Linked DNA regions of Callithrix jacchus: region 2 is linked to region 1. A link is a contact called in public Hi-C data. All regions are on one chromosome and are shown on one strand. The core of a region is the stretch at or near the end of the contact, and the rest is flanking DNA. Distances in the headings are between cores, read along the strand shown.

Region 1 (4,457 bases), core at 1,639-4,138:
GTTCTATAATACAGAGTATGATCTATCTTTGTACCTGTTCTATGGGACCTATGGGCCCTTGCATAGAAAGTGTATTTACTGTGGTTGGGTGGAGTGTTCTATGAAAGTTAAGTTAGAGCCTGTTGGTTAACGATATCGTTGAGGTTTTCTATATCTTTATATTTTTGTTCATTCTTGCTAGCCATTATTTCTCCAGCCCTAGAAGTCCTAGAATCTCTGGCATAGAAGCAGGGAAGAGATAGTGAATATTCAGCTTCTTTTGTTGTTGTTGTTGAGACAGCGTCTCGCTCTATCACCCAGGCTTAAGTGCAATGGCACAATCTTTGATCACTGCAACCTCCGCCTCCCAGGTTCAAGTGATTCTCCTGCCTCAGCCTCCCAGGTAGCTGGATCTACAGGTGCATACCACCACATCTGGCTAATTTTTGTATTTTTGTAGCAATAGAATTTTGCTATGTTGGCCAGACTGGTATCGAACTCCTGACCTCAAGTGATCCACCCGCTTCAGCCTCCCAAAGTGCTCAGATTACAGGCACGAGCCATTGCGCCCTACTCAAGCTTCTAACTTCTTAAATTAGCTAATGATGCATATTTCAAAGACAAAAAGCCAGATCTTTTATTTCTCATTTGCAAGAGCCAAATTTCATCAAAAGGAGAAAAAATGCTTTTACAGATTTCAAAGAGCTAAGCCGTAGAGGATTTGAGTATAGAATGTTTAGTGTAAGATATCAAAAGACAGGATATGTGATATAATATGGATATTATATCCCACTAAACAAGATAAAACATTCCTCCCAGACATCAGGGAGGCAGGAAACAGAGGCAGACAGAGGTGAGTATCCAACCCCCAGAACTGAGACACTTAGTGAAAAATGTAAACCCCTCAGTAGGTTTGAGGATCTGAGGACAGAAGAGTATGTTTTAAACTAAGAAAAAAAGAGTCATGGAAAACGAGCTTGCTGTGTGCCATAGCCATCATAGAATAGATTCAGGGAAGCAGAAATGAAAGTATAGCATACTTAAGTAGAGAGCCTTAGTGTTCCTGGCTTCACAGTCAGCTCCTATCCAGCAGTTCCTGCAAGCGGTGGGGGGACAGAAAGCCAAGAAAGTGACAGAATGAGGAGGGCCCAGAATGCAAGGACCTGAAGATCAGACAGTATGGCTACACCTAAGGGGATCAGCAGCAGAAGCTGGTGCAGGTCAGAAGGATGAGCAGAGACTGGCAATACAAGCAGAAAACGACCAGGAGAATGAGATACTCAAGCAGAGGCGAATGCAGGACAGCTCACCACTCCTTCCAAGCTACTATATAAGCTTCCACTTGGACCCAGAAGCCATCATAAGTGGCACAGACAGGAGACAGGGAAATACTGCATAGAAGAGGATGGTTCCTCAGCAAAGACCCCACCTTCAAGCCTGGAAACCCACAGCCTTAAATGAGAACAGACATTTCTGTTTTTGTGACCAAAAGTTGCCTTTTAGCCCACCATCCCCCACCCACCCTGTACCCATATAAACCCCAAACCCCAGGCTCCACAAGCAGATGAACAGAAGAGCAGAAGAATGGAAGAACAGTGAAGCAGAAAGAAGAAAAGGAGCATCTGAATGTGGAGAGGAGATCAGCTGGGAACAAAGAGGAGATGGGACACTGCATGACCAAACTCCAGGGAAGATCATCTTCTTCATCCGCCTTCCAGCTCCCCATTCATCCTGCTGAGAGCTGCCTCCACCACTCAACAAAATCCCCGCATTCATCCTTCCAGTTTGTGTATGACCTGATCCTTCCTGCATACCAGACAAGGACCTAGGTACCAAGAGGGCCCTGAGCTGGTTAACCCATGTGCCATCCACAGACAGCAAGGCTAAAAGAGTGCACTGTAACACACACCCACTTGGGCTTTGGAAGCTGCAGGATAGCCCTCGTGGATGCTGCCCGGGGCCTCGGCCCAGGGGTGCTCGCTCTGACTCCTGTACCCACCCATCTGCATGCTCCCCCTCCTGTAAGGAGTTGGAGCATGCACGGTGGCCAAACAGACAAGCCACACCCCTGTTGCATGTCCTGCTAGGGGAATCAGGGAACTCTCCTGTTTCATCAACAGTAAAGTAGCACCAAAAGGAGGAGGGGAACAACCAGGAGAGTGGGGCAAAGAGTCAGAGGAGCCCTTGAGAGAAAAGAACACCTCTGACAACCTGATTTTTGAATCAACAAAATTTAAGTTCTGGGTAATTACACCAAAAGGCTAAACCCTAAACCAGAAGAAAATCAAAGTGACAAAATTAATTTGTTTGTTGTTTGTTTACTTGATTGTATTTCTTTTTTTCCTCTCACCATCCTTAAAATAGGGGCTATTTGAGTTCAACTACAGAGGGGTTAAAAAACAGAATCCCATGTTTACACGTGTGAGGTTTGCAGGGTATTTAAGTACCCTGCTTAAAGTTTTGGTCCTGGAAGGGGCTTTGAAGGCATCTAATTCACATTGTATTGAGAGGAAATAGATGAAGAAATGGAAAGCAATTATCTCAGGACCACAAAGCCAGTCACTGAAAGGGCCAGTACAAGATTGCACATTTCCAAGGCACCCAGACAAGCAAGCATTCAAAATCAAGAGCCACTTTCACCCATAGTCACTGATGATGGAAAACACGGGCTTCAACAGATGTCGCTGCTTCAGATGTAGAAGCACCCACAAAACTCTTGTATCACAGGAGCGAACCCACCAGCCACCAGTGACTGCATGAGGCCTGTCCCCCAGGTCTTCGCTCTCAACAGGAATTCCCTTTGCCGTAGCTTTCAGCTTTCCGCAGTGCCAGCAGTCGTGACTGGTTGTGGCATCTCTCACAAAGCACATTGGATGTTGTTTTAAAGTCCCATGGTCAGAGCTAAAAATAGGACTATGCTGTATCATCTGATGTTTTCAGATCATCAGCCACACCACTCCCCTCCTTTCTGAAACCAACAGAGGTAAGTGGATTTTAAAATTTTGTTCTTTGAACAGCTCAATTTAGAGAACAATAGAGTCCCTCATTTCATGGGCTACTGAAAACCTGGAACTAAAGAGTGTGGCCCACTGGGACATGACTGTGCACACTGTTTAGGCTGAATGAGTGCTTATGTATGTTACAGAACAGGCTGCCTTTTGGGTGTCATCTCACATTTGGCTTCATTTTACTTCTCTCTAGTCATATGCCTTTGCCCTGACTTCTATGCCTATTTTTACATTTTATTTTACAGAAATGATATATTTTTGTAATGCAGCTTCCAAAAAAGATAAGAATATTAAGCAATGTGCTTATACTCATCAGCTTCAGTCAAACTTCGATTCACCCATCTTCAAATTATTTGCTCAGATTATATCTACAAGGCAAAACGAAAATAAATAAGGAAAAAACCCTGCTGCTGAGGATTAAAAGCACCTTTTACATAATCACTAATGGATTTTGCAGACTGGCTGTGAACATGGCTGACAGCATCAAATAGATATGTCAGTGGTAAATTTTTGCCGTGTCCATGTGAATATAACCTCAATTTAAGATCATAATAAAACTTGAAACAGTGAAGCAAGAGTGAGATTTAACCTCCTTAAGATGAGGGAGTACATCTTCCTTTAAGAAGTATTTCAAACATGTTTACATAGACACTTACCCAGGCAAAGCAGCCTTAATAACTGTGTTTTAAAGTGCAATACATTAATATGCTACCTACTCTACAAAAACAAGAACCTTAAGAAGCAAAATAATAATCATCAGTTGAAATATGAATAGTTACCTGAAAACCTATAGCAATCCAAAGCCAAATTCAAGATGAACAAATTTAAGACGTCCAAAATTTAAGTTGAGACAGCGCTTTCCTCTTGGGAAACAACAAAATAAATACAAGTTCCCCTCCCTTCATGTCACACATACAATTTAGGGGGGCTCATTTGGACAGTATTTGTACTAAGATACATAACGTCATCTAGAATGTAAGTCAGAATACCCAGCTATTTTGTGATTTCTGTTCTTTCTTTTGTGATTATTCACTTCAAAATTACAAGTTCCAATTCATTTTTAGATTTCAAATAATCTACACTTCATCTGTTTTTATAATGCCTATATTCCTTGGCTTTTTCTAAACAAGGAATTGAATAGGTATCCTAGCAAGAAAGGTCGTGGGGAAGATTGCAAGCATTATACTATGCTTTGTTGAGTGGGTTCAGAATAGTTTATAATATATTATCATAAAAACAAATTGACATCAATAGCATAATTGCTGCATGAATAATCTTAGAACAAGTGAGACCTTTCAAGGCTTTTTTATTGTCAGCAATCATTATGCTCACCACATAAAACCAATGCCTTCTGGGAATTTTTTAAATAAGACTCAGCTTTCTCTGGTTTGTATTTCTCGGTGTCAACATAAGATATCTAAAAGATGAAAGAAGCTGTTCTGGCTGTAGGGATAATAGTGTATGTGGCCA
Region 2 (4,476 bases), core at 631-3,130, 140 kb after region 1:
CTTCTACTTTCCTGCCAATAAAATCTGACCCGGCTGCAGACAGCAGTTTACCAATCTTCCTAAGGGTCTTCAGGGTGGTATGAAAAAAATGTGAACCTGGCCGGGCACAGTGGCTCACGCCTGTAATCCCAGCACTTTGGGAGGCCAAGGAGGGTGGATCACTTGAGGCCAGGTGTCTGCGACCAGCCTGGGCACATGGCAAAAACCTGTCCCTACTAAAAATACAAAAACTAGCCAGGTGTGGTGGCTCACACCTGTAATCCCAGCTACTGGGGAGGCTAAGGAAAGAGAATCACTTGAACTCGGAAGGCAGGGGTTGCAATGAGCCGAGATCATGCCACTGCACTCCAGCCTGGGTGACAGAGCTAGACTCTGTCTCAAAAAAAAAAAAAAAATGCGGATCAGAGAACCAGAGAAGCCAGCCTACCTGCCTGCCTGCAATTTTATTTAGCTTCATGACTGGCCTACTGATGTGGAAAACAGGCTCAGTAAGACACTCTCCTTTCATCTCACAGGCAGTCAGGATGCCCATGTGCACCAGGTGGGACCTCATCACCAACAGCTAAAGAGCAACTGATGATAGCCAAAAAAAATGGGGATATCTGTGCTACTCAACTGAGCCATAAAGGCCTATATTTGCTAGAGCATATTAAACTGGAAATTATCAAGTTTGAACCCTAATGAACATCATTAATATCACTACCACTAGGCAGTCCAAGCAAATCCAACAGATCCAGGCTTACGCCATATATATGCCCCACTGAAAATAACTCAGAGGCAGTAAGTAATTTTATGAAAGGTGAAAAGTGTGATCAAAAGCATGCACCGTGGTCCAGTGAAATAAATGCATCCTTTAGATGTAACCTGAATACTTCACGTTCAAGTTGTGTAACTGCAGGTAAATTTTCTAACCCCGATTTTCTGATGGATAAAGGGGATTGTAAATACCCAGCTCACACGGCTGTAGTGACAATTAAATGGGATCGTGGATTTAAAGCAGGCTATCTGGCCCGTGACACATGGTAGGGGCACAACCCTTTAAGTGTCTGTCCCTCCCTCTCCAGAAGCAGACGCATCCCAAGGCTAGGCATGAGGACCCTGGTAACGATTCCAAGGGCAGGTGAATAAGGTTATTTAACATTTCTGAAACGTTGACTTAGTTTGTGCTGGGTGGTGTACAATTCACAGAAGTAGAAAGGCTCTCTGCTCCCGGTGCTTTTCAGCTTACGGCTCAGGCGCCCACCTCTGTGCAAAGGGCTGTTTCCTTCCCATCTCCTGAAAGAGATCTGGATGTATCCTGGGTTCAACCTCAATTTTGACACGATTGCCATTTTCATCAAAGCCAATTTCCTTGCTGAAAGAAGTCCTACCCCTGGGTGAAATCCCAACAGCTTCGCTTAAACTCTCTTACTGGCCTTGCTAATGCAGGGTGTGGCCTTTCCTCATCACGGAATACTGCCAAGTAAACAACAACGGGAAACCTGCCCTAAGAAGGCGGCCGGTCGATCTCCTTGACTGCCCGGGACGCGATCCCTATCGTTGCTGGGTGGAGAAGCTGTCGCGGAGCGGAGGGGCGCTGTCCCGCACAGGACTGGGGGAGCGGCGCGGGGAGGTCGGGACCCCTGGGTTGGGCCGGGCCAGGGAATGGGCGCGAGGGGAGGCGGCGCGGGAACCTCGAGCAGCCTGAGCGGCCGGGTAGAGCCCGACAGGTTCCAGCAGTTCCCCTCACCCCGCTCCACGCCTCCCGGGTTTTCCCCTTGGCTCGGGGTTTCCTGTTTCAGTTCTCGGCGGTCTCCAGCAGCAGGTGCTGGTTTGCCAACCTCAGCTCCAGAGGCGGCGACGGAGGAGAAGGAAAAGAGGGAAGGGGAGGAGGAAGCGGCGGGCGGGCGAGGAGCGCCGAGAGAGGCGGCGGGCGGCGGAGCCGGGTTCGCTCTTGCCGGAGGAGCAGCGGCGCGGACGGCGGGCCGGGAGGAGCCGAGCGCTCGGGCGCGCCCGAGCCGGGGCCCCGGCGTGCGGCCAGCTGGCCGGACGGGCGGCATGAGGGAGCTTCGCGCTAGCTCCGCGCCCTAGCGGCGGCCGCGGCGGCCCAGGGCTGAGGCGAGAGGCGGCCGCCTGCCGGAGGGCCCCGGGGCTGCCCCGGCTCCGGGGCATGTGGTGATGGCTGCGGAGAAGAGAATGCAAGTAGGTCGAGCAACAGATCCGAGTGCGCGCGCGTGGGGGGTGTGAGTTGTGCCTCCCGGGAAGGGGGCGCCGGGGCTCCGGCCAGCGGGGAGGGCTCGCGGGAGGGCCGAGGTGGCCGCTGCAGCCGCGGGCCCCGCCGCCCGCCGGCCGCTTCCTCACGGGGCGGGCCATGCCGGGTAGCGGCCCCCAGGTTTGTCCTCAGGAAGGGGGTGGAGGGCGCGGACCGCGGCGAGAGCGCTCCTGGGGGAGCCGGCCGTGGGGAGGGCGGCGGGGCCGTGCCCGGGCGCCGGGTGGAGGGCGCCGTGGCCGCAGAGGCCGCGCCGGGTGATCTCCAGGCCCAGGCAGGTCAGGCTCCGGAGGTCGAGTCGCCGAGCTCCCGCCGCTCAGGTGGGGCCGAGCGGAAAGCCCGGAGCATCCTCCCCGCGGGCAACGCCGTCCCCGCTGGGATTTCGGGCGATGTGAGGCCGGGCTCCCCGACCCCGCGGCCTAGGGCACCGGTCCCCGCCTGCCTGCCCGCCCCGGGGCATAGATCCCGAACATGGAGGCGGGCTCGGGCGCCGCGAATGGAAACGGACACACAGCGCTGCCGCCGTGGCTCAGATCCGCGCGCGTTCGCGGGGTGAGGCATCACTCGGCATCTCGGATCCAGCCCGGGCCATTCGCTGGACTAACCATCCCTCCGTCCAGATCGCCAGCAACCCCAGGCCGGGCGTCACGGAAGCCCCTCACTCCCCCCGTCGTCCCTCCTTCACCCCCAGGCTCCAGTCCAGATCCCTTTTAACAAGCTGCGTTCATTTTAGCTCGGCTATTTCACATTTTTAACTCCCTACTAAGAAGTGTTACAAATTTAACTTGGAGAAATGAATCCCGCTTTTCTTCCCTAAGCTGTCTCATTTAAAGTCCTTAAAAACAACCCTAGCATCCAAGTACTGATTACTCTGTCTGGGGTTCTTGCCATTTGGTTATGCGTTAACAATCCCAGTTTGTGCTCAGTGTTTTGTGATAAAGAGATGAAATACGAATCCAGATTTAGGGAAAGTTTTCCTATTGGTTGACAAGACTGTATTGGAGTATCCCAGGCCCATCAGGTGCTTATTGATTCAGACTTTTTTTAAACCATTTTAGAATAGATGCAGAGATAATTGGAGCTAAGTATTGTATGTTTAGAAATTTGGCAACGTTGTTCAGTTTTTCACTTGTATTTGTGCTTGAGTTTTTCCGTTCAAATGCATATTATAAACGGAAAACAAGAGATATACCTCAAACACATTTTTTTACTTTTCAAGAACCACAAGAAGTCATGAATATAGTGTGTTATAAATGTTTTTGTCTTAATGGACTTAGGATTTAGAGGGTATGACTTCTGTTTATTTAATCACATATACAGTTAATTTCAGTAGCAGTTTCTTAATTTTAGTGTTCTCTGGTGTTTGATTACATGATAGATTCATCAAAGTTTTGTAAAATTAATCTTAGTGTGATAAGCCCAGGAAGATGTCTATTTCAACTTGCCCCTCTGTTCACCTGTTTTCTAACAACTTGGCATGCTTATTTCAAGTGACCTAAATTTGTCTACTTGATGGTACCTAAAAATAGAATGGCCTGTTGACCATGTACCCATAGTTCAAAATATTTTACTCTTTTTACATCATAGAGTCAATTTTACTTTCAAACTAAGTTACAAGATTCTACTTCTAGTATTTGGTAATCATAAAAGTACTTAAACATTATAACTAAAGTAAAATGAACTTTTAAATAATAACAAAGTCACTGGTGTTTTTTAGCCGTTAATAATGGAAGTCTAACGGAACTATTTTAATATAATGGGAAATATTAAAGGATAGGAAACAAACTTGGAATGTTTCTATGCTGATGGGAGTTTTTATTAGTCACTTCCTTTTACTAAATTTTTGTTTTAATGACCAGACTAATAAAAATATCCTATTTTATATTATGGGCTTCTCTGGAGCTGTGTTTTCATGGGTTACCAACATCTGCACAGTTGAATCCCAAGTGGTTAATAGAAATTTTATCTTTAAAACATTTTTCTCATTCTACAACTATCTTCATTCTGGCAGACCACAGTGGTTGCTACATTAATTTTAATTACTGTCACAAATGTTAAAGTGTTGCTGTTATAACTTCTTAGTGTTTTTTCATTGTTTTTGTACATAAATCTAGGATGCTTTCATTCTGATTTGATTGCATTTTTAAAGAAACAAACAAGATATTAAGTAGGGAGTTTATCTTTTCACTGTTGGAATGTAGAACACTAATCTGCAGTTTCTGCTCATT

The links. Hi-C and Micro-C count contacts between places; a contact is called where the count stands out from the background.
Region 2: a contact with region 1 is called in a Hi-C map of skeletal muscle, with 4 times the contacts expected there. The contact joins the promoter of ZC3H12C here to the promoter of LOC108593711 in region 1. A contact is called at or near these places in 3 of 3 Hi-C or Micro-C datasets (induced pluripotent stem cells and skeletal muscle).

Annotation. Positions count from the first base shown.
Region 1 is chr10:9,667,599-9,672,055 of calJac240_pri, forward strand. It overlaps LOC108593711, which reads left to right and starts at 2,889. Exons shown (of 4, transcript XR_013523026.1): 1 at 2,889-2,962.
Region 2 is chr10:9,810,676-9,815,151 of calJac240_pri, forward strand. ZC3H12C (zinc finger CCCH-type containing 12C) reads left to right here and starts at 1,881. Exons shown (of 6, transcript XM_009006739.5): 1 at 1,881-2,181. The coding sequence starts at 2,158.